Linked DNA regions of Mus musculus: regions 1, 2, 3, 4, 6 and 7 are each linked to region 5. The links are chromatin contacts, called in public HiCAR-type and promoter capture Hi-C maps. All regions are on one chromosome and are shown on one strand. Each heading gives the region's core, a stretch centred on a gene start, on an enhancer-like site or on the middle of the called end of the contact. The rest is flanking DNA. Distances are from core to core; before and after follow the strand shown.

Region 1 (3,539 bases), core at 917-3,416, 1.7 Mb after region 5:
GCTTAACCTGGCCAACTTCTGGACTGCAGTTAAAGAGAAGCATAGAAATTAGCATCTGAATAGATGATGCACAAACCCATCCCCCAAGAGGGCTAATCCAAGTTCTTCGTTTAAATGATTTTGATTTTTTGATTTTTATTTTTTTATCGAGACAGGGTTTCTCTGTGTAGTCCTAGCTGTCTTGGAACTCACTCTGTAGACCAGGCTGACCTGAAATTCAAAGAGATCCACCTGCCTCTGCTTCCTAAGTGTTGGGATTAAAGGAATGGCCCACCACCACCCGACTGCTAATTTGGATTTTTGTTTGTTGAGGCAGTGTCTCACTGTGTAGCACTGGCTGGTCTGAAATTCTCTAGGTAGAGTGGCTGTCTTCAGAGATCCTGCCTCTCTCTGCCTCCAGAATATTAAGACTAAATGCCTCCTGCTCTACCACCACCGCCCAGCCTAACTCCATTTTTATTTAGTAGAGCCAGAGCAGGAAACATTAAATTAAAACGTAGTAAAACTGCCGGGCAGTGGTGGCGCATGCCTTTAATCCCAGCACTTGGGAGGCAGCAGCAGGCGGATTTCTGAGTTCGAGGCCAGCCTGGTCTACAAAGTGAGTTCCAGGACAGCCAGGGCTACACAGAGAAACCCTGTCTCGAGAAAAAGAAAAAAAAAAAAAAAAAGAATGTAGTAAGCCTGAGTAGGTGTTTACTGAATGAGGTGGTTAGGAATGTAAAGACTACATACTCCCTGGACTAAACTGGTAAGACAGGTTCTGAGAGTTGTGAACAGACTAACCATCTTAGAAGGTCACTTCCTTTCTAGCAAATAGCATCATCAATCATTCAAATTATATCACAAGTACACCTCCTGTCGAACTTCATGACTTTATTTCCTCCAGTGTGGGGGCAGAAGCTTTCCGTATGCTCGGCAAATACTCTAACACTGAAGTAATTACCAGCCTTTGAACTTCTGTTGTTTTGAGACAGCCCCCACTATATAGGCTAGGCTGATCTTGAAGTTACAATCCTGCTTCAACCTTTTGAGTGCTACAATTACAGACCTAGGCCACCACGCCTGCCCATTAGTCTTGTTTTATTGTTTGATTCACTACTGTATTTCCTGTATCTAGAACAATACGAGACACACTAAAAGTGCTCTTTAAATCTAGGCCAAATGAATGAGCCCACGAATAAGTGAGTATTTTAATTGCACATGATAAAAAACAGACTTTCCTCTGCAATGTCTGTCAATGCTTAAATTCTTTACAAGAAAGTTATTGCTAAGTTAGAGTGTCAAAAAATATGAGCTAAAAATAGGTGACATTTAAAATCTGAGATTCAGCTTATGTTGTCTTGCTCTAAATGCTCCTCTCTCCAGCACAAAATAGTGGCAGCCCATGGAATCTGAAAGATTTTGAACCTGCACAGATTTGGATTAAACCCTGTCTCCATCATTCACTAGCTGGCTTTGAGCAATATCTCTAGGTCTATTTACTCACCTAAGAAAATAACTTTAGTATCTGTCCTCAATACAATGTTAAAAACCGGAAAGTATATATGTAACACGTTTGGCCCACAGCTCATCAAACAGAAACTAACATTAGGACTAAGTTTCCTTGGCAACTCGTCGTCCTCTTCAAGAAATAGGGCACGGCTAACTTTCCCAGACCACGCCCTCAGACTCCGAGGCCCCGCCCCTTCTAGGCTCACCCGGCCTAGGCAGCCCACCCAGAGCGGTGAGTCCCCCTCTGTACCTGACCCATAGCGCACGTCGTGAGAATGCAGTCGGACATTGTGGCGTGTATTGAGTAGCTTCACCACGGAGCCGCAAGTAACGACAGCCATGTTGGACGCTCCCACAGCGCTCCACAAACCACCCAACAACAGAAGCGACAAGACAGCCATCCTAGATCCGAGAGAACTAATCATCCAAGAAAATTAGGCCCGTCCCCGGAACCGGAAGCCGAGGGTAGAACTACGCCAAGATGGAAGAGAAGACTCCTTAACCTGAATCTTTATGGTTCCTTTGGCGAGAGCGGCTTAAAGAACACGCTGGCCCGGGAGGCCTTCGGGACCTCACTTTGTACTGGGTGCTCTGTGGCGGCTGCGTTCCTTAGGCGTTCGCGGACTCGGAACCAAAGCCCTAGACGCCGGAGGGGAAAAGACAGCAGGAAATGACCCTCCCACTCCCAGTGACAGAGAGCCGGAGGTGACGTACTACGTTAACGCAGCAGCGGCGACGGTGGTGGTGGTGGTGGCGGCGGCTGCGGAGGGCCCTTGCGGTGGGTCCGGACTATCCTTTTGCAGTCTCTGATCGGCGACTCCATTTTCTTCGGTGGGAGCTTAGCGTAGCGGAGAAGCAGCGGCCTTCAAGCAGGTAACGCTCAGCCTGGAGAGTGTGTTGCGTGTGTGGGTGCGCAGGTGGCGAGCCAGACTCCTGGGGCCTGGTCCCGTAAGGGAAGAAGCTTTGGGGTGCCCCACTGCGGGAAGGAAGGGGGCCCTGGCTTTCCCTGATCTGCCAGGGGGGAAAAGGACAGGAAAGTACCGTGATTGCTCAGAGTCTCCAGCCCTTTCTCCACGCGGTACCACCCGGAACCTGTGACCTGGGGTTACCTCTTGAATCAACAGGCTTTCTGGGATCCCATCTTCTCCGCGGCGTCTGGAATCTGGGCCACGCAAAAAATTGGGACTAGAAGAGAGACCTAAGGGTTTCTTTACTTGGCATCAGGTGATCGGATTAATTAGTCCGGCGTTTGGGTCCTGCTGAGCTTTCGAGAGTTCAGCCATGAGGCGGGTGTACTGTGCTGAATGTTAGCTCTTTACAAAATGTTGAGTAATTATACGGTTTTTTTTCCACATATGGGCAAGTCCCTTAATCCTTTCTAAAGATGCGAGTTTATACTTAAGTACCTGGAGCCTTCCATCTTGTATAATTCATTTCCTCGAACACTTGCCAAAGACCTATCATAAATATTAGAATTGGTTGTTAAATCAGAAATGTGTATTGTTTGACATCAGGTACTCGAGTATCTTAAGTAAAGCAGTTCCTCTGTATTACAGAAAGAATCGATTTCTGTTTTCCTTTAGGAGGCGGGTCTCCTGTAATAATTACATGAAAAGACACGGTAATACAAAGGTCATAGGGTAATTTGTTTTTCATCCCGCCCCACTCCATTCCCGCTGCTCCCCTTCTTCAGAATCCTCCATTACTTATTACTTTCATTAATTTGTGTGTGTGTGTGTGTGTGTGTGTGTATGCCTCAATTAGTTAATTTATGGTGGTTTACAAGTACATGGGTGAAGAAGTATTCAGAGAAGCCTGGGCTACAACCCTAAAGAAAATGTTCCCCTCCCCCAGCAACCATGAATTACTATCGATCCTTAGGGTTGGTGGGATCTCATGATGAGCCCCTCCCCCCTAGCAACCGTTAACTGCCCATAAACCTGTAGGAAGGGAGGAGCCTGGTCCCCCTCCCCAGCATTGAAGTATGCTACAATGTGTGGAAGTCGTTGAATTTAATTAATTTTGGGGAGAAAAAGTTTAGTTCTATT
Region 2 (3,350 bases), core at 406-2,905, 1.5 Mb after region 5:
TCAGCCAGAGAAACCCATGCCACCAGGGCTAGTATGAAAAAGGGCCTCAGGGGTGCCATGGCAGGCCTCTAGCCCAGGGCCTTGGCAAGCTGGGCGCGGAGCTTCTGGAATCTCGCTGTCCTGCCTGAAAAAAGAAGCAGACTGAAGAAGAGTTCCTAGTTCCCTGGGTTTCTGCCCTTTATTTGCTCATCCTCTGGCCCAGCCCCATTGCCCTCCTCCAAACACAGCTGCAGCAAAGGGTCACATTCCCAGAACCCCAGCCCCAGGAGAGCTGGGAAACAGAAAACCCTCGCCAAGACCAAAGTCAGTAGGGTCACGGGCAGGAGGGATAACACGCTTAGCTTAGCTGGGGAGGTGGAAAGAAAGCATGTGTTGTCACCCTCTGAGCCAGTCCCGTTAATCTCCCTGAGCCTTACTTTTTATAAAGTGGGACCATGGTGCCTTGCCTCATCAGGTGTTGAGAGATTCCGTGAGCTAGAACAGACAAAACGTTTCGTGCCTGGAGTAGCTTCCAACTCATTCCCATAAGCCGTTATCGATTTACTGTTTGATCAGGCTAGGTGCTTGTCCCATCCTACCCCCCGCTTCGAATCTGGATTTTTGGGGCAAGAAGGGGGGTTGGGGGAGAGCTGGCAAGCACTTTGGGGGAGGTTTTCTTTTCTTCTCATAAAAGAACAAAGCTTCATTTCTGGCCTCTCCTTGTTCTCTCTAAGCTGGGTGTTACAGCATAGGAAGTAGTGGGTCAGAGTCTATTCTTCTTTCTTTATTTTTTTTAGATTTATTTATTTTATGTTTTGTGTATAAGTGTCTGCTCACATGTGCATCTGTGCACCACATGCATGTCTTGTGTCTATGGAGGTCAGAAGAGGGCTTTGAATACCCTGGAACTGGAGTTTTGAACAGTTATGAGCTGCCGTGTGGATGCTGAGAATCAAACCCAGGTCCTCTGTAAGAACAAGTACTCTTAAAGGCTGAGCCATCTTTCCAGTCCCAGAGCCCATTCCTGAGGCTTTCACTAATCCATTGATCCTCGGGGGACCACCCTGGCCACACCTTCAATGACCTCATTTATTTTAAAAAAAAAATGGACTCATTGGGCATACTTTCTAGACTCACATACTAAGTGGGATTTCTCTATAAAGAAAGTGCTCACTGGGGTAGAGTGCCAGGTTTTGGGCCAAATTCCAAGCACTGGCACACTTCTGAAGCCCCTCCGTTTTCTGTTCTGTAATCACAGGCGAGCGTGCCTTTGGTGTCTCTTCTCTATGGACCGCAGTAGTCTCAGCGGCAAAATGAAACACTAAATTTTACTCCCTACAGACGCGTGAAGCCTAAGTGGAAACCGGCATTAAAGGGCTTTAAGAATCTCAACTGCGATTCTTTAACCATCCGGAGGGGACGTGGATACATGTAGCCAGCTTGCTTCCACATTTTGGGGAGCCGAGCGAGCGGTAGGAAATGGAAGACAGCTCTTTACAGCCCTTTCTACAGCATCTTGCACACCACCAAGGGGAGACTGGGGAGAGGAGGCGGAGCCAGGTGTGGGCGTGGCTGGAGACCTGGGGTAGGGCTTGCGCCTGCGTCGGGGGCGGAGCCCGTGAAACCTAGAGGCGGGGCGTCAAATCCTTGACTCTGCTGCTCAGAGGCGTGGTTGCTGTTGAGCATCTTAGCTCCGCTGTGCTTAGATTGGAGCAGCGCTTTGTTCCGGGCACCGGCGTCTCTACCCTCCCGCGTCTGGTCCATGCTTCTCTCTCCCTTCATGCCCTTCCTAAGTCGCTGAGTCCCGGAGCTGCCCTCCTCCTTCTGCTTCTACACTTGTAGCCCAGCACCTTTACCGGATCCTGTTTGCTTTTTTTTTTTTTTTTTTTTTTCTTTCTCCTCCCAAGGCCGGGGTCTCTCTGCCAGGCCCCGCCCCTCTAGGCCTGGCATGTCCCCTGCTGCCCAGCGCCCATGGTCCTGACGCTGCTCTTCTCCGCCTACAAACTGTGCCGCTTCTTCACCATGTCAGGCCCACGGCCGGGCGCCGATCGGCTGACAGTGCCCGGACCGGATCGGAGTGGTGGCGCCAGCCCATGGTGGGCTGCGGGCGGTCGCGGGTCTCGCGAAGTGTCGCCCGGAGTGGGCACTGAGGTGCAAGGCGCCCTGGAGCGTTCGCTGCCTGAGCTGCAGCAGGCGCTGTCCGAGCTGAAACAGGCAAGCGCGGCGCGGGCTGTGGGCGCGGGTCTCGCCGAGGTCTTCCAGCTGGTAGAGGAAGCCTGGCTGCTGCCGGCCGTGGGCCGCGAGGTGGCCCAAGGTCTATGCGATGCTATACGTCTGGACGGTGGCCTCGACTTGCTGTTGCGGCTGCTTCAGGCACCGGAGCTAGAGACCCGTGTGCAGGCCGCGCGCTTGCTGGAGCAGATCCTGGTGGCTGAGAACCGGTGAGGGAGAGTGGGGTGAGGTGTGGGGTTGCCAGGGCAGTGAAGGTGGTTGGAGACGGTATCCCATTGCTGATTTTGCCCTAAGCCCATAATTCTCCCGTGCATCTGGGTGTCTTTCTGTGTTACCTTCTCACCAGGGCAGCCATGACCTTATTCTGCAGCGTCTGATCAGGAACAGAAAGTTTTTTGGTTTTTGTTTTGTTTTGTTTTGTTTTTGTTTTTGCTAGGACGAAATAGTAGGGGCAGAGAAAACTGAGGTATCTTTCCTTCCTATGGGAAACTGCTTGACTGCTTCTCCTTTGCCTACCTCCTGAGACCTCCTTTTGAACTATTATGAAGCCTTTGAAGGGCCCACTTTCCCGGTCTTCTGGTGCCAGAGCAAAACAGGCTGTCACACTAATTTTCACCAAAATCTCAGGCTCTCAGCTCAGAATTTTTAGAAGAGTCGCTTTCAGCACGCAGCCCTCACAAGTGTCACGACGTGTTTTCTCTGGCATTTTTGATCACCTTTGATATGTGGAAATTACACAACTGTCCAAAAAATGCACAAACAGAATGATTTGGGTTGGGAGACCCAAGGTAGGTTTCTGCTTGCTTAACCCCTCTCATCTAATATCCGCTGTCCTGACTGGGATAGGCCATGAGTATGGAGAACTGGAAAATGGAGTAGGTGCTTGCTGAGTGTGTTGGAGCCCAGCTTGGCTGGTGTTGGCTTGGTATGGTCAGGGAGTTAGAACTGGTGGTACCTGTGGGAAGTGGGTGCAGGAAACATGATGCAAACATACGGATATGTTTTCAGGAATGGAAATGACTATCCTTACTTATTGACAGCTCTGAGAGAGTAACCTCTATCTAGTGTACAAGTCCCCAAACACATGCGGATGCCTTTTCAGGACCAAGGACAGGGCACAAGTCCCGCTATCCCTCATG
Region 3 (3,422 bases), core at 838-3,337, 1.7 Mb after region 5:
AAGAGCACTGACTGCTCTTCCAGAGGTCCTGAGTTCAAATCCCAGCAACCACATGGTGGCTCACAACCATCTGTAATGAGATCCGATGCCCCCTTCTGGTGTGACTGAAAACAGCTACAGTGTATTCGTATAGATAAAATAAATAGATAACTCTTAAGAGAGAAAGAGTGGGGGGTAGGAGAGACTGAACAGAGGATGGGAAATGTTTCAAGTGCTCTCAGAATCTAGAGTTACACCAGAATAACTCAGAGATCACTCCAGGAATGCCAGCTGGTGGTGGCACATACCTTTAATCCTAGCACTCAAGAGGCAGAGGCAGGTGGATCTCTGAGTGGCCAGCCTGGTCTTCAGAGTGAGTTCTGGGACAGCCAAGTCTACACTGAGAAACCCTGTCTCAAAAAAAACCAAAGCTGGGCTGGTGAGATGGCTCAGTGGGTAAGAGCACCCGACTGCTCTTCCAAAGGTCCGGAGTTCAAATCCCAGCAACCACATGGTGGCTCACAACCATCTGTAATGAGATCTGATTCCCTCTTCTGGAGTGTCTGAAGACAGCTACAGTGTATTTACATATAATAAATAAATAAATAAATAAATATTTTTTAAAAAACCAAAGCCAACCAAACAAACAAAAATCTTGAGTTACTAAAGACAGAATAAAGTTAATGAAATAGGATTGCGGGTATAGTTTAGTAGTAGTGTAGTATCCATCTAGCAAGCACAAAGACCTAGGTTTAATACCCAGCACCATAAAATAACAAAATCATGGTCAAAGAAAAAAAAAAGCAAACTTTCATATTTTGAAAGAATGGTAGGCTTCCTGGTTCTCCCTATAGGAAGAGGAAATGATAGCAATTTCTTCAGGACAATTTCCCAAGTAAGTTCTACAAAATGTCTTTAAAGAACCCAGTGGGTCAAACTCCTCTCTTGACAAGTTTTACAAAAGCAGTTTGTACTATTTCTCTTAAGTCATTTGACAAGTAATTAAAAAAAAATCTAAAACATTAAAAAAAAAATCTAAAAGTAGAAAAGAAGCTGAGTGGTGGTAGTGGTGGCTGGCACCCTTGATCTCCGAACTGGAGAGGCAGAGGTAGGCAGATCTCTGAGTTTCAGGCCAGCCTGGTCTACAGAAAGTGTTTCAGGACAGCCAGGTCTACACAAAGAAACTCTGTCTCAAAAAACAAAAACAAAAACAAACAAACAAAACCCAAAACAACAATAATAGTAACAGTAACAATAGAAAACCTTCTAACTAAAAGGTACAGCTCAATATAGGCAATTCTGCAAGGTAATAGTTTAAAGTATTGGATACAGGAAAATTCTAACTACCCCATAGGATAGATGGATATGGTTTCAACTCTTGGAGACAGATCTCTCCATAAATGTGCCAGTATTTCTCGGGAATTTGGTATAGGTCAAAAACAAGAAAAGAGGTAAAGAAAAAAAAAAATCGAACCCAGCTAAATAGAGGTGTGGGTTCTCAGTGGATTCGTTTTAACCACCCCAGGGCACCTCTCTGTTGGCCTGAATAGCTGTAAATGGATGTCACGGAAGTGGAAGACTTCATTATCGTTATTAATTACGTTCCAGCTTTGGCCCTCTGTTCCTCTGAGCATCTGAGCCTGGGCAAACAGCCCAGTTGTGAAGCTAAAAATCTCACCTTCAGCTCCAGCCTGCACAGGTATGGGGTCAGCGCGGAGATCATAGAGGGACCTTTCCCTGAATCGGCGAGGGCCTCGGGCTGTAGTTTAAGCTCTCGGAGAGGAGTACTCATAGCTGGCTTCCCCTGAGAGAGAAAGCGAGTGTGAGGAAAGCTGGTCTCGGCCTCCCGGAGTGTTTTCCCACAACCGCTAGGCCGGGGCGGACAATGCCTCCCGCTGCCCCACTTCGTCCGGAGCCGGACTTCACCGGCCTCGGCCCCGCCCGGCCCCGCCCAGGTAGCGCCCTGTCTGCCGGAGTTCTCTCCTCACCTTTTGGGGCGAAGGCGACAAACCGAGATTCAGTGTTTTCACCCTCCACATTTTCAACTCGATCACTTAACCAGACCAAGTCGAAATGGCCACTTTCACCCGCCGCCTCTATTTGAACCCAATACGCACTTCGGGATTGGCTGCGGGGCCGCGGTACGTATGGTGGGCGGGACCTGCGCGCGTCACGCCCCCACGAGCCGCTCAGCCTAACGCCTCCACTGAAGCACCCATCTGGCAGGCTGGTGTGTCTGTGGGCTGCTGGAGAGTCGTGGAGTCCTGTTTCAGTGGCTCCGTTCCCCCGGTTACCGAGTGAGCCGCACTTCCCCCAGGGTTGGGCTGTCCAGGCATAGGTGCCAGTTTCATAACGGCCAGAGGGAGTTCCTAAGTGCCCAATTTCGGCCTTCAGGTAACCGCCTCTTCAGAATTTCTGGGCCTTTCTTGTGTCTAACCTCGGAGCCTACTGTAACAAGATCACTAGAATAATAGTTGATATTTACTTTACTGTGCATTTATGGTGATCTGTTTCAAGTGCTTGCTATATTAATAACTAACTCTCTCACACACATACACACTCTCACACACACAAACAGCGTGTCCCACACCACCACTGCCTGGCCCTCAGCCTCTTGAATGATGAAATCACAGGCCAATTTAGAAGTGTTAATGTATGAAGAAAAAGAAGAGAACCAAAGAAGAGCTTTAATGTTAGAAACTGTAGGGTTCTGTCAGGGTATGCGCGCCCATCAGGAACTGTACTGGTCAGTAACTTTCTGCGGGCTGCATGTAGCTCTGAATTCTTCAAATGGGAATATAATACAGGTGTGAAATGCACATTGCATTTCAGACCTTGTATGGAAAAACTATTTTTTTAATGTTAATTGCATACTGAAATATTTTTAGATATGCTAGGTTAAATAAAATATATTAAAATTTCTTGTTTTAAACCTTTTGAACATGGGTGACAATTTTAAAATTATGTAAGGGGAAGAATGGGGCAATGACTCCATCTTAGAGCTTGTCAGGAAAGCTTGAGGGCCTGAATTTGGATCTCCAATACCCAATAAAAAGCCGGGCATGGTGGTGCACACTTTTAATCTCAACACTGAAGAGGCAGAAGCAGGTGGATCTCTGTGAGTTCGAGGCCAGGATGGTTTACACAGTGTGTACCAAGACAGCCAGGGCTACATAGATCCTGTTAAAAAAAAAAAGGGCTGGGTGCAGCAGTTTTTGCCTGTTCTCCTAACAACATGGGGGCTGAGGCAGAAATGAGAGGATCCCCTGGGGTTTGCTGCTCAGTTAGTCTAATGAATCAGTGAGTTCTGGGTTCAATAACAGAAAATGTCTTGAAAGATAAAGTCTAGAGTGATTGAAAAAAATATGTAATGTTGACCTCTGGTTCCACAAAGCCCTACACATGTGAGCAAGCAGGTAGACAGGTACATGAACATGTACAGA
Region 4 (3,206 bases), core at 452-2,951, 1.7 Mb after region 5:
TTTGGGATAGCATTGGAAATGTAATTGAAGAAAATACGTAATTTAAAATAAAAAAAAAAAAAGAACACATGAAACCGAAATAAAACCTAAATCATTTAGTAAAAAAAAAAAAAAAATACTGATGAAAAAACAAAACTGAACATGAGATTATGCATCCAATAAAGATCAGAGTCCTTGCCAGGTGTGGTGCAAGTCTGGTCTACACAGCAAGACCCAGGACAGCCAGGGCTACCCAAAGAAACCCTGTCTCAAAAAGCCAGAAACACCCAACCTCAAAAATCACATTGCCCAAGCCCTTCTGCACCTTTTTCTACTCCCCGGCAGGTGAGAATGGAGTTCAGGCTCTCCCGTGACTCCACCACGAGACCAAACCTCCTGCCTTACAGTATTTTGCTAGTTTCTTTCTTTCTGATGTTAACTATAAACATCTTTAAAATATTACCAATTTATTATTCACCCTCAAGTTCTTGGTACCTAACAAAGTGCCTAACAATACAGTGTGTGATGTTAAAATGACAAAGGTCTGAATACACATCCGATGTAACTTCAAACTCCCGTTTTCTTTCAGCTACAACCTGCTTTCCCTATGCACTGATGGGTATCAATTGCTAAGGATAAGGTGGCATAATTTACCGTATGACATAAATCACTGTCATAAGGACAGGCACTGTACTTTAGACTAACACAAACCCCCAAGTGAACATTCCAAAGGAGATCTCTTTTCTTAGGATTTGGGGGAAGCAGGCGGATGGCTCTTGATACCAAGCCTGATGACCTGAGTTGGATCCCCAAGACCAGGACCCATATGGTGGGAGGAGAAATGACTTTCGCAAGTGATCCTCTGACCTCCACAAGATGCTCCACAGCACAGACATCCACACAAACATACATGTGCGCGCGCACACTAAGTAAATGTAATAAAACATTTTAAAGTAAGTTATGAGTCGCCCTCGCCCCTCCTATGCATTCCAACTCTGGGTTTTGGGCCTGGCTCAGATGGAAAAAGCAGCCCTGACACCTCTTCATGGGAACTCACATTTCAGAGGGATCTCTCGCTCATGCACAACGGTGAAAGGTAGCTTCTCTTGGTCGTCCAGGGGCACAGAGTCCCGAGTAAACACAACTGTGACTGGCACCATGAGCCGGAGCTGCGCGAGGGATGAGGGGCATCGGGGTCTTTAGCAATGTCTGCACCTTACAGCTGGGCTGCCCCCCGGTCCCCCAGCCCCGGTTCTCCCCACCCAGTCTCACCAGCAGAGCATTCAGCCCACTGATGTCTGAGTAAGGCAATGGGGCCCGGTAAGTCTCCGTCGTCTTCCACCAGAGCGGCAGTCCCAGAAGGATGGCCACCGCGGCGAAGAAAAGCGCGGAACGCTTGCCCCGGACCACCTCTGAGGGCACAGAGGGCCGACTAAGACGCGGGAACTAGGGTGCGATGCCCGCCACACCGGGATCGTGGAGGAGTGCGGGCGGCCGGGAACCCCGAGCAAGCCGCTCCCGCGTGGCGGACCCCCAACCCCAGGCTGGAGGGAGCTGTCAGGCTTCTCGCGCCCCACCCACACATTCTGCCCGCGAGACCTCCCCACTGCGCCCTCCACCTGAAATCCACCGCACCTAGGTCCGTGGCCGCAGCTCCTGCGGCCGCCATGGTCCCTTCCGGCTGCCCAGGTCGCCGATGGGGCGGGGCCTCATGAGCTTTCTCCAATCGGAAACTCCAGAATGAGGGGGCGGGACCACGGTGCGCGACCGCTGCCAATCACGAGCAACACTGCTGACGCACGCCAGTGCGCAGGCGGAGCCCGTGAGAGGGTACGCGCTCGGCTACACTTTCAATCTGACCCTGGCTTTTCATTGAGTGCACCTGGTACTGTTTAGCTCTACAACGCCAGTTTAGAGAAGGCGATAATCTCCATGTAGCCCAGGCTGGCCTCGGACTCTGGGCCCTCTCCAATGCAGGGGATTACATGCACCACCACGTTCAGCGGAAGGGGAATATTTACTTAAATGAAGTCGAGCTTATCAAGAACCTGACTCCCGAAAAGTTTTCTAATGTCATTTCTTTTTTTTTTTTTTCTTCTTTTAAAGATTTATTTATTTATTATATGTGAGTACACTGTAGCTGTCTTCAGACGTACCAGAAGAGGGCATCAGATCTCTGTTACAGGTGGTTGTGAGCCACCATGTGGTTGCTGGGATTTGAACTTCGGACCTTTGGAAGAGCAGTCGGGTGCTCTTACCCCCTGCGCCATCTCACCAGCCCCTAATGTCATTTCTAACATAGGTCTTTTCTTCAGAGCACCAGCTCTTCAAAGCTTAAAGATAAAACTGACAAAACGGTAACTTTTTAGCATGGTTGGCTACTATGTGATTAATTTTATTTTAGTTAATGTTGAGACAGATCTCCCTATACGATCCAGAGGGTTAAAGTGATCCTGTCCCTAATGTCTGATACCTCAGCCTCCCAACTAGCCGAGACTATAGACTAGGATTTAAAAATCGATTCCAATTCGAGCGATTGAGGATGCTTCATTGAAAAATTCCTGAGCACAGCCTCTATATAGTAATGCCTGCTGTTCGAATCCTAAATAGCCTCTCAGCCTCTCTTTGAAGCCTGTTTCCTCCTATGAAAAGTACAATGGTACCTACTTTACAGAGCTGTGTTAATGCATATAATAATGGTTAGAAGAACAGTGCCTGGCAGAAGCATATGGAAATTGCTGAGTTAGCTGCTTTGATTATAAGGTCAGGCCACACAGAGCAGAACATCAATGACTTTTCCAGTGCACATCTGTCTAGTGTCACCCTACCTCACACTCTAGCCCAGGGGTAATCATTCACCACAAAGCCCTATCAGTTCTAACAAGTCCAGAACCCTCCGATGAATCCCTTCTCTACATGGAAGTGGGTCATAGCCCTTGGCAAGCTTCTAGACACTCAGCTCTGTAGCCCCGAGGCTTGGAAGGTTTCCTTATTGGAAAAGACCTAAGTGCACATTCTTCAGAGATGGAGGAGAACTGGCCCACTCTGATCCCTGCTTGTCCCCTTTGAGCCTTGCACAAAATGGAGTTTCTCATCCTGCTGGATCCTTTAATGTGTCAGTCCCTGGAAGACCTGTACCCTCCTCTCCACCCCCAGGCCCTCTAACAACAACTCCAGCTTTGGAAATCAGCAGGTAGGAGCCTGAGCTAGGGATGGTGAGCCAGGTG
Region 5 (3,538 bases), core at 210-2,709:
TGTTTCAATATTCAAAAATCGAAATGATTTGTATTAAATTCCAATAAGAATTTCACGAAGAATCAATGAAAATGAAGGAAGAGTATTAAAACAATGTAAAACGTCTTTCCAAGCACAGCTGATACCAAAGCCCATAACATATGCCACGGATATAGTGTAAATAAAGAGATTCAACGGCAAAGCTGACTTCATTCAAGTTGCCGTAAAATACCCAGCTAGAAGATTGCTAAATTCCACTATCTACACAAAAGAGGTGCAAAACCATCAGGATATAATGCCCACTTAGTAACAATTTTATTTATAGTCATAATGTTTATAAATTCTATTGTTTGTTTCCAGGCACTGTGTGATCCCCTTTCCAAAAAAGTCAGTTTCGCCCTCCACGCATCTTTTAAAACGAAAAACCGGGATTTAAAAAAAAAATGTTCTGGAATTAAGAAACAACTCCAAGGTTGTCCACGGAGAGGACGCTTGCCCCATTCTGTCTCTCTCAGTCTACGCACCCATAAAATGGGCGGAAAGGTTTGAAAAGCTTAAAAGGTTTCAAATGCTGCGTGTTCACTCACACGCAGCCAGAGTGGGTACGAACGCATTTCAGACCCATGACAATTTCCTCGGCTTTACAACACTCATCTCCGGACAGGCTGTGTCTCGTCCCCCCGAAACCTACAACTATAATCCCTGTACTTGTGGAGTAAGGAAGACACAAACGAAAACACCAACTCGTCTCGGGATCTATATGCGCTCAGTTCAACCGTCACGTCCCCACCTCCAAGGCTGCTCTGAACCTGGGGGCCCCGGGGCGACCCTTCCGGGAGTCAGGGACCTGCTCGGGACCCCGGCGTTCCCCAGCGAGTCCTCCCTCCACTCCCAAAGCAAGTGGACTCTCCGAGAACCCGGCGGAGTGCCCCGTGCCCCGAACGCCGGAGAGGGGCACCCCTGCCCTCGAAGCCGCTCACACTCACTCTCAAAGGCCTGGAGGAAAAGCTCGTGGTCAGCCTGGACGTGCTCCATTTTCGGCTTCTTCACCGGCAACACCGCGGCCCCCGCCGCCGCCGCCGCGGCCGCCGCCGAGGAGGAGGAGGCCGAGTAACTGCCGCCGCCTCCACAGCCCCCGCCGCCGGATTTGCCGCCCGAAGCCGCCGCCGCCACCGCCGCCGCCGAACCCCCGAAGCCGCCTCCCCCGGACCCCGCGCTGGGCCCCGAGCCGCCCCCTCCCCCACCGCCGTGCTTCTGAGGCGCCATCGCGGTTCCTGCCTCCTCCCCCCGCCAGCTACCCGCCGGGCGGCCCCGGAGAGTGAGCGCGCCTGCTACACCAACCGCTCGCCCCAGCAGGCTCCAGCGGACCGAGGGGGGAAGGAGGAGAGAGGGGAGGAGAGGGGAAGGGAAGGGAGGAGGAGAGGAGGGAAGGAGGGAGGAAAAAAAAAAAGTGTCTCCTCCGAGCCCCGCTCCGCTTCGGAGGCCGCTCACCCTACCCTGGCCTCGCTCCGCCCACTTTCCCCGCCCGGCGCTCTGATTGGCCGGCGGGAGCGCGCGCCGCCGGGCCGCCCAGCCCGTTGGTCCGCAGAGTCCCCCGTCAGTCACGCGGAGGCGCTTCTCGCGGAGGCGCGGCTTGGTTGGCCCGTGCGCGCTGCCGACCGCGGGCCCGGACGCCTCTTTGAACTGAATTCGCGGGAAAATGAGGGGTCGGAGCGGCCTTCCTGCTCGTCCCGGTGCATTGTGGGCAGAGGGGGACTCGCGAGCGGCTTTGGGAGCCGTTTCTCGCCTTGAGAGCTTCGTCAGTCGCCGCCCCCAGGGGGGCAGAGGTCCCCTGGAGAGAGAGGCGGGTGACTGAGAAACTGAAGGCGAAGGGGCCTTTGAAAGGAGCGGAGGTCCACCGCGGATCCCGAGACTGTGTGGTCTCAGGAAGTGACCTGCCCCGGGGGTGCTGTGTGCTCAGTCTCATCTCCACTGAGGCAGGAGGAGATCGGATCCCCTGGCCGCCACGTGCCCCAAGCCACCCATGGCCGAAATCCCCTAGCGCAGCCACTGGGTTGTCGGACGTGAAGGGCTCGCCTACGAAAGGGAGCGACCTATTTTGTGGCGGCCGTTTCTCAGAAATTAAGGAGACTTGGTTTTGTTTTGTTAAGTGATGTGAGGTTTTGGGATTCTGTGGAATTGGGTTGTGGCTTCTCAACACGATGCGAGCAAAGTAGATACTTCATTTTCTCTGAGACAAATAGGTGATTCGAAGTAAAGACATTTCTTGAAGTTTTATTTATTGTACTGCCAAAAGCTTGTGAGGAACGCTGTGTTTTGAGTGTCTTGTTTAAAAAGATAGATAAACTGGGCGGTGGCGCACGCCTTTAATCCCAGCACTCCAGAGGCAGAGGCAGGCGGATTTCTGAGTTCAAGGCCAGCCTGGTCTACAAAGTGAGTTCCAGGACAGCCAGGGCTACACAGAGAAACCCTGTCTCGAAAAACCAAAAAAAAAAAAAAAAAAAAAAGATAAACAGACCCGACCTAAGTCTGTTGGTACAAATTGGCTTACTCTGAATAACTTGGATTTCAAGTTAGACAAAATAACCAGCTTATATTGCTTATATTTTAACTTTCTAAAAATGTTTTTATGCTCGGTGGTGGTGGCACACACCTTTAATCCCAGCACTTGGGAGGCAGAGGCAGGCAGATTTCTGATGCGAGCCTGGTCTACAAAGTGAGTTCCAGGACAGCAAGGGCTATACAGAGGAACCCTGTGCCTAAGTCTACACCAAGGTCGTATGCTGCGGTCCTTACAGCCAAAAGAGGATGTTGCCTCTCCTGGAAATGGAGTCACAGGTGGTTGTGAGGCCTAGGGTGGGTGCTAAGAATCAAATAGAGATCTCTGAGAGAGCAGCCAGTGCTCTCAACTGCAGAGCTGTAAGTCCAACCCCACGTTATGTTTTATATTAAGAAGAAACTTTAGAATGCTCTCATTATACTAGTCTGTATTTAAGAATATTTCTTACTGCAAAATAGGTATATGGTGGGTTTTTTTCCCCCTTATGTTTCTGAAGAACGTCTCTGATGAATGCCACCCCACCGAGGTTTCTGGAGTTTTAGCTGCGGTATTGCTTTATAGCGTTAGGAAATTCAGTCAGGGTCTGAATAATTAAATTACTCTAAGCAAATCCAAAAATATCGCATTACAAACTAGAGTGCTAATTTAACTATGTGACAACTATATAGCTGTCAAAATGTTCCCTCTTCATCATTTGTCAGGGTTCAGTTGTAGGGAGGGAGAGGACGGAGGGACAAATACAGTCAAATAACCAAGTGAAAGATTATCATGAATGTTTGATGAAAGGAGAAATGCACCTAAGGGATTTGGGGTATTCTTAAAGGAAATGGTAGTAGCAGGCATTAATGTGATGTTATACATCTGTGCTAACCAACATTAATCATGAAAAAGCCAGCCATGCCATGAGAGAGGCGCTGCTGACCAGTCCTCACTTCTACATTCCTTATCTAGAATGTCCAGAGAATGCAAAAAAATAAAAATAAAAATCCTATGACTTAA
Region 6 (3,245 bases), core at 310-2,809, 1.8 Mb after region 5:
GATGGCCAACAAGAATGTGCCCAGGGTCCTCTGGCCAGCATACTGTAGGAAGAACTTGGTGAGGTAGGCCTGAGGGGCCAATCGGAAGAGGAAGTACATGACCAAGTTGATATACTTGTTGACCTTGTAGAGGAGGAGATCCTGAGCATTGTTTATCTTCATCATCATCCTTAAGGTGAGGAAGATGTTGCTGACCTCTACCAGTAGTGTTAAGACGCCACCACCAACAAATCTTTTCCAAAAGATACCAGAGAAGAAGGCGCCCATAGCCTAGGGGACAAGTGACAGAACAAGGGCCCATGAAAACAGGTCATATCAGTCGGAAGCTGAGGAACACCAACTTTACTGCTAAGGTTTCTTTATTCACTAGCGTTAGACTTTGTCCACGAGGGTCTAACTCTGTATGACATCCTGGTCTGTTTACCTAGATAGTAGATAGGCCTAGGCACTCTGCTGTCCCCAGAAGGTGTTTAAACATTGAGAGAGTCTTAGGCAACTTAGAAGTCAGACGCTGCTGGGTTAAGATGGCCTCCCTCCCTGGCTCCAGGGGTTGTGAAGATTTTGCCTGTGTCATTTCACCGGGTTCTCCCTTACCATGACATGATGAACAAGGTATTCCCAAGAAGCTCGAGTTTGCTTGCTAACCACAATGTCCACTGTGTCGTGGATAAAGTATCCTAGTGGAGAGGTAGGGAAAGAGGAAAAGACTGAACACTTTGAAATTATCTTCCAATCTAATCTTAACCTTCTTGGGCATAACCTACCTGCAGAGAAGCAAACAAGCAAATAGCCAGAAGCTGACCACGCTGTTTCAATCTCCACCAGCATTTCAGGGGTTTGCCATAAGCTGGAATAGAGAAAAGGGATGTTCTCGCGGTTGTAGCCTCCCGGAGGACCCTCGCCTCCCCCAACAGTCTTGCCAGTCCCAGGGTGCTCTGTGCGCCTACTATTGGCTGGTTGAAGAGTAAGGAGGGACTTGGCCAAAGCCCAGGTACCTTGGGTTTCCCACAGCCGTTCTTGGTTGGGTAGTTTTCCAAACGGAATCAGGTGAGATCCTTGGCGTCTGTTCACCCGTGATGGGAATAGCAAGAGGGAGCCCAGTCCGAGCACCCCGCGAAAGATCCCACGGCCATCTCATTTACCCCGGGTTGTTCACTCACCACAGCAGTGCCCAGATCCCTGATACAATGGAGTGGGTGAAAGAGACGAGTAGGTTGTGCCAACGCCAGGTGCGCAGGGGGTCGGTTTGCACGTGTGCAGGCTGGGGCAGGCGACAGAGCACGCGCCGGAGTGCCCGGAAGGTCAGCGTGGCGCCCAGGAGCAGCGGCCAGGCGGGGTGGAACAGTAGGGGCATGCTGACCCTTCCTGCCGTCTGTCTGTCCGCCCCTTAAGCCGTCTCCTCCGACAGTTCTGGGAACACCGTTCCTTCTCTGGCCAGCGCGCCACGATCGTTTCTGCCGCGGGCCGCCAGCCCCACAGTTTCGCGGAGCCCTCAAGGCCCCTTCGCTCCTCCCCGCGTTCCCAGTGAGGCCTCTGCCCGCCCCTGCCGCCCTCGCCCCCGCCCCGCCCCGCCGCCTGCCCCCGCCCCTCGGGCGCCTCTGCCGCGAGGAGGGCGCGAGGCCGGTGTCCCCCAGGGCCCCGCCCGGAATCGGCCGACTTCGAGCGCGAAGGGGCTGTCCTCGCCATCGTTGCCGAGGCACCCTGTCTGGCGCCTCCCGACATCCGAAGGCGTCCTCGGCCGCCCTCGTGCGTACGGCCCCACTAGCCCACTTCCCGACTTTCTCTGCCGCCACCAGCTCCTACACCCTGGGCAGGTTCTGCGAGAACGCTCCTCTCTCAACTCTTTCAGGGCAGAGCTGGGCGGGACCGTCGCACAGACCGGGCTGCTGAACGCTAAACCCGGGGGCTCAGGAGCGCCGCCTCAGACCACGGCTCCGCCCAGACTCGATTCCTCTCTTGGACCGGGATCGACGTGTTTACCTGCTTCTCCCGCGCCCCGCACGAGTGGTGCTTAGGAACTGTTGAGTCACCCACCATCACCACACTTCTCCCCATCGTTCTTGGGCTCCTGGAACACAGCGGTTGTCACAGTCCTCCCTCAGACAGTCCCAACCCTCTTCTGGCTCCTTGGAGGCTGGGGCGGGGAAGGCTGCCGATTTGCCCAGACAGCTGGGGTGACCCTCTCTCCAGGGCAGCGGCCTGGAGTAGATGCGGCTTCTGGCCACTAGGTGTCAGTCTGTCCTCACTGTGATGCGGGATCCAAGCCCGCCTCCACTCCAGAGAGTAAGGCAGTTGCTCTGCGGAGCGGGATCGGCAGACCAGGAGAAAAGGAGCAACCCAGAGGCGGTGCTGAATGAAGGGAGTGTGCCTTTGGGAGGTGGAAGTGGACAACGAGGGCAAAAAGTGGGGACTAGGAGAACGGTGTTTCAAGATGTTGAGGGGCAAAAGCCCAAGCTCAGACTCCCAGGCACCTATGCCTTTTGGGTATTTGCTGCCTTCCCTGATGGTTCCAGGGTTACACATTAACTCCCAGAGGTCCCCAGGGTCACTCAAGGCCCATTCGGTTACTAAGTGATAGCACGATGTAATGTTTTGTGTGAGCGTTTTACCCCAGCACTCCCTCTTTGCTTCCCCAGCCAACTCCGGCCTGAGCCAGTGACCACAGGTTCCCTCCACGTAGGCTAGTTTGGGGCGGGGCAGGGACAAAAAATAAACAACCCTTCTCTCGCCCACTGAGAAATAGGAACGTTGTTAGCTAAGGACCACCTCCTGAATACTGACATTTTATAACTCCCTTAGAGCTGCAGGCGTCATGAAGAAGTCAGGATTTCATTCATCCTGGTCGAAACCCTAGCAGCGATACCAACCAGCCCACTATTTCTGGACAGAAGCATAGAACCTTCTCTGGGTTTCCCCCTACCGCGACGCTATAAGTTTTGAGTAAAGCTCCGAGTCCCCCTACGGCAGCGTTTTGTGCGGATTCTGAGAAACCGAGAGCACTGTGCTCAGTAGTTGTTACAACCAAGAGACCACGTCATGTACTCTTCAGGTGAATCAGTTTGTCCAACTGGGGTTTTCCCGGTCCCTCCCTCGGCAAACACCAAATAACGCCGCTCCTCTCCCCACACAGACCGGCTCGGTTTTGGTGGTTTATACTTTACGTGCCAATCATGAGAATCCCTTTATCTTTCTGAGGTAGTGCCAACTCGTCCCGGACAGTGGGGACTGTATCGATCTTCGCATTC
Region 7 (3,311 bases), core at 611-3,110, 1.7 Mb after region 5:
GGAAATCCACAAGTTGTCAATTTCCTAAAATGACAGTAAAGACAGCCGTGTACCTGGTTGCTAGGAAATCAATGATGGGCAGGTTTATGAACCAGCAAAGGTCCTGAGTCCCAGGAGAAGGGAGTTCTATTGGTCCTCCCGACAAATCCTCTTTCCCTGGTTTCTCTGATCAACGTGGCTATCCTGCTCCTCATGATGATGTTAGCTGAATTTGCTTAGCAGTTCTCTTTTTATGAACAAGTTGCCACCCTATTTCCTCTCTTAAATTAGAACAGTGAGTTTGCTGTTTCCTGTAATCTTTCTCTGTTTACTTCCATATCTTTCTTCCATACCCTGGATACTCTGTGTCATTAGTTTGGTACTAGATACTAAAGAGGACCCAGCAGATACCAGGCTCTACCACTGAACCACTATTCCAGCTCATTTTAATTTTGAGAGAAGCACTCACTAAGTTGCCTAGGCAGAGCTTGAATTTATAATTCTCTTGCTTCGGCCTCTTGAGAAACAAGAATTACAGGTTTATACCACCAGATCTAGTCCCATAAACACTTGAAACAACTGGCATCTATTGCAGAGTCCTCCAAGTAGCTCCTAAGATCCTCTTGACAATAATAATAATAACAACAACAAAAACAACAACAACAAGGGTGGAGTTAACTAGGAAAACTACCCATGGAGGAAGCTAAAGTTTGAAACCCCCTCCAAACCAACACACACACCACACACTCCCGCCCTTCTCCTCTCTCTCTCTCTCTCTCTTTCTCTCTGCAATTCCCGGAACTCACCACCGTCTGCTGGTGCTGCTGAAACTTAAGACTGACATTCTGGATCCAAAAAAATCGGAAGGAGCCAATCTTTAGCTCTGCCTGCAACTTGCGCTGACACCACCTGGTGGCCAACCGGACCACAAGCCACCTGCAGAAAAAAAACAGTTGGATTATAAGACCCTCTACCCTTTTTGATTCTAGAAAGGCCTTGCAAGGGGTGGTATCCTGAAGCCGGATTTTTCTTAGGAACTTTACGATTTTCCTAAAATATTTCTCTAGTCATACTCATTTAGGCACAACAACCAGAACTACGGGCCCCTAAATTCAAACAAAACTAGGCAAACGAAACTCACCCTCTAAAAGAGGTCAAAAAAAAAAAAAAAAAAAAAAAAAAAGAAAGAAAGAAAGAATAAACAAAGAAACCCTCAAATCTTTAGGAACCCAAAGTAAAAAGAGGTCCTCAAAAGGCAAAGTGAAGGCAGTCGTGTTAAATACGTCATCGCACACTCCTTAGAGGGTCCCTGTCTGCGTCCCCACCCTGCAGCCGTTTCCGAGAAGGCAGAGGTCACTCTCGGAACTGCTCAAACACCGCTCTGCTCTAGCCAGCCAGTCCTCCCGACCTCTCTGCAGGGCGCGGCTGCAGGTGCCCTTCGCAATCTGGGAAGAGGACACGGAGGCGAACGGGGCAGGAAAGGGAGACCACCGAGGGAGGCCCCCTCCCTCACACGCAAACATTCGGTTCCCGGACTGGACATTGCTTCGGGTCCAGCCAGATGCTTCAGCGCCCCTGCCCCCACCTCGCTTCCCCTCGCCTCGGCTGAGCGCCCCCTCCTGCTCGCGCCCCCTCCGCCTAAGGCGCCCGACCAACCCGCGCCTCCTCCAGCCGGTCTTCCTCGACCCCCCCGACCCTGTGGCTAGAATCCCCTCACCGGCCTAGGAAGAGTGCGCTAAGCGCAACCAGCAGCAAGACCAACAGCGCGGAGAGAAATAGAGGCATTTAGGTCCGGGTCCGGCCCGGCCTGGCCCCGACCCCCGCCATGCCGGGCCCTGACGCCGGAACCGCACAGCGCCGCGGCGGGCTTCGGCCGCGCACGCACACGCACGGCGAGGAAGCGTTAGTGCGCGCGCGCGTGTCCCCGCCCCGGCGGCTCGTGGACCAGCCGGCTGGCTCCCTCCACGACCCGCCCCGACCCGCCCCGACCCGCCCCAACCCGCGCGCGCGTGCGCGAGCCCTGAGGGCCGACCAGCGGCTTGCGCGGAGTGGAGGCGTGGCTCTGGAGAGGGAGGGCGGGGCGGACCGCGAACGCGCGGTCCTGCGCGCTACACCTAGAGCGCAGCCTGCGCGGCACGCCGCGGAGCTCCGGGTTCGCGCTGAGGGCGGGGGATCGGAGTCCGCACGAGCTCGCCGGGCGGTGACCAGGATGGGTCGTTTCTACCACTTTGAGGTTCCACTTCCAAAACGCATTCCCTAGGCCATTAAGAGCCGGCCTGGCTGGTGCCGGGCGTGGTGGTGCAGGCCTTTAATCCCAGCACTCAGGAGGCAGAGGCAGGCGGATTTCTGAGTTTGAGGCCAGCCTGGTCTACAAAGTGAGTTCCAGGACAGCTAGGGCTATAAAGAGAAACCCTGTCTCAAAAAAACAAAACAACAACAACAAAAGTTATGTGTCTGTAGGTCATAAGTGATCCTGTCTGAAAAGATTACAGAGAAAATTAAGAGGTAATTCAAAGACCTCAGCTATCTATCATCTCACCCCACAAGGAAACCAACTTTGTTTACTGTCTGAATACTGTTCCAGATAGTATCTTCTTATCTTTTTTTTTTTTTTTTTTTTTTTTTTGAGACAGGGTTTCTCTGTGTAGCCCTCTGTAGACCAGGCTGGCCTCGAACTCAGAAATCTGCCTGCCTCTGCCTCCCAAGTGCTAGGATTAAAGGCATGTGTCACCATGCCTGGGCCAGATAGTATCTTCTAACATCCTTCATGGGGAGAGCCATTCTGTATTTTTAGGTTTGTGCGATTGTGTATAGCACCACCCAGAACAGGGTGAAATATAGAAATAGTGAATATTGTTTTACCCTTTACAGATTATCTGGGAAGCAATTTTAATTACATGAAATACAGAGTTCAAGGTCAAATCAAGCCAGAGTGAATTTTGCATTCTTCATTGTTAAATGAAGGAAGTAGATAAGGTCTGTTATGCTTATTCTCATGAGTCAGTGTCTGACTAATGACTTACTAACACAGTACCAGATAAACACAGTACCAGATAAAGAAATCCAGATGGTTCCAAGGTATTATGAAGTATTTTGTGTTCTTGGTTCTCAGATCCTAATCTGCATATAATTCTTCCAGATTTTTTTGATTGGCCTCTTCAAATAACAACTTCAAGGCCTGTGAGATGGATCTATAGGTAAAGGCACTTGCTGGCCCGAGGAATTGATTTCCATCCTCAAAATCCACAAACTATCCTCTAAACTACACACACCGGTTCATCTTCAAAATCTGTAGCTTTTTGTTCAAGTGTGGTTTCTCAGTGTTCAGGTAG

The links. Promoter capture Hi-C pulls out the DNA fragments that hold promoters and counts their contacts. HiCAR-type assays count read pairs that join an accessible place to other places. Capture Hi-C pulls out chosen DNA fragments and counts their contacts.
Region 1: a contact with region 5 is called in a promoter capture Hi-C map of liver, with 3 times the contacts expected there. The contact joins the promoter of Sdf2 here to the promoter of Suz12 in region 5. A contact is called at or near these places in 5 of 39 promoter capture datasets (the C10 cell line, cranial neural crest, liver and 1 more) and 1 of 115 datasets of contacts at active chromatin or transcription factors (large pre-B cells).
Region 2: a promoter capture Hi-C map of embryonic stem cells shows a contact between it and region 5, with 2.9 times the contacts expected there. The contact joins the promoter of Sarm1 here to the promoter of Suz12 in region 5. A contact is called at or near these places in 3 of 39 promoter capture datasets (embryonic stem cells, liver and pre-B cells).
Region 3: a contact with region 5 is called in a promoter capture Hi-C map of pancreatic islet. The contact joins the promoter of Spag5 here to the promoter of Suz12 in region 5. A contact is called at or near these places in 3 of 39 promoter capture datasets (the C10 cell line, HPC-7-derived erythroid cells and cranial neural crest), 2 of 115 datasets of contacts at active chromatin or transcription factors (epiblast stem cells and large pre-B cells) and 3 of 9 other capture datasets (adipose tissue, liver and pancreatic islet).
Region 4: a promoter capture Hi-C map of pre-B cells shows a contact between it and region 5. The contact joins the promoter of Pigs here to the promoter of Suz12 in region 5. A contact is called at or near these places in 2 of 39 promoter capture datasets (the C10 cell line and pre-B cells), 2 of 115 datasets of contacts at active chromatin or transcription factors (astrocytes and epiblast stem cells) and 2 of 9 other capture datasets (adipose tissue and liver).
Region 6: a HiCAR-type map of astrocytes shows a contact between it and region 5, with 2.6 times the contacts expected there. The contact joins the promoter of Tlcd1 here to the promoter of Suz12 in region 5. A contact is called at or near these places in 3 of 39 promoter capture datasets (cranial neural crest, liver and pre-B cells) and 1 of 115 datasets of contacts at active chromatin or transcription factors (astrocytes).
Region 7: a promoter capture Hi-C map of pre-B cells shows a contact between it and region 5, with 5 times the contacts expected there. The contact joins the promoter of 2610507B11Rik here to the promoter of Suz12 in region 5. A contact is called at or near these places in 6 of 39 promoter capture datasets (the C10 cell line, cranial neural crest, embryonic stem cells and 2 more), 3 of 115 datasets of contacts at active chromatin or transcription factors (embryonic stem cells, large pre-B cells and pro-B cells) and 1 of 9 other capture datasets (liver).

Annotation. Positions count from the first base shown.
Region 1 is chr11:78,244,373-78,247,911 of GRCm38.p6, reverse strand. It overlaps Sdf2 (stromal cell derived factor 2), which reads right to left and starts at 2,166. Exons shown (of 3, transcript NM_009143.3): 1 at 1,742-2,166. The coding sequence starts at 1,916. It overlaps Supt6 (SPT6, histone chaperone and transcription elongation factor), which reads left to right and starts at 2,209. Exons shown (of 37, transcript NM_009297.2): 1 at 2,209-2,364.
Region 2 is chr11:78,496,059-78,499,408 of GRCm38.p6, reverse strand. Sarm1 (sterile alpha and HEAT/Armadillo motif containing 1) reads left to right here and starts at 1,655. Exons shown (of 9, transcript NM_172795.3): 1 at 1,655-2,420. The coding sequence starts at 1,951. It overlaps Vtn (vitronectin), which reads right to left and starts at 289. Exons shown (of 8, transcript NM_011707.2): 1 at 1-289. The coding sequence starts at 59.
Region 3 is chr11:78,300,256-78,303,677 of GRCm38.p6, reverse strand. Spag5 (sperm associated antigen 5) reads right to left here and starts at 2,087. Exons shown (of 24, transcript NM_017407.3): 1 at 1,968-2,087; 2 at 1,658-1,783. The coding sequence starts at 2,018. It overlaps Gm3948 (predicted gene 3948), which reads left to right and starts at 2,167. Exons shown (of 4, transcript NR_166889.1): 1 at 2,167-2,373.
Region 4 is chr11:78,326,917-78,330,122 of GRCm38.p6, reverse strand. It overlaps Pigs (phosphatidylinositol glycan anchor biosynthesis, class S), which reads right to left and starts at 1,701. Exons shown (of 12, transcript NM_201406.1): 1 at 1,615-1,701; 2 at 1,252-1,391; 3 at 1,037-1,148. The coding sequence starts at 1,648. It overlaps Aldoc (aldolase C, fructose-bisphosphate), which reads right to left. Exons shown (of 9, transcript NM_001303423.1): 9 at 2,342-3,206.
Region 5 is chr11:79,991,027-79,994,564 of GRCm38.p6, reverse strand. Suz12 (SUZ12 polycomb repressive complex 2 subunit) reads right to left here and starts at 1,459. Exons shown (of 16, transcript NM_199196.2): 1 at 966-1,459. The coding sequence starts at 1,245.
Region 6 is chr11:78,176,972-78,180,216 of GRCm38.p6, reverse strand. It overlaps Tlcd1 (TLC domain containing 1), which reads right to left and starts at 1,559. Exons shown (of 4, transcript NM_026708.2): 1 at 1,161-1,559; 2 at 765-847; 3 at 595-677; 4 at 1-270. The coding sequence starts at 1,354. It overlaps Mir7653 (microRNA 7653), which reads right to left and starts at 1,390; the gene lies at 1,330-1,390.
Region 7 is chr11:78,260,303-78,263,613 of GRCm38.p6, reverse strand. 2610507B11Rik (RIKEN cDNA 2610507B11 gene) reads right to left here and starts at 1,860. Exons shown (of 39, transcript NM_001002004.2): 1 at 1,697-1,860; 2 at 786-915; 3 at 1-24. The coding sequence starts at 1,764.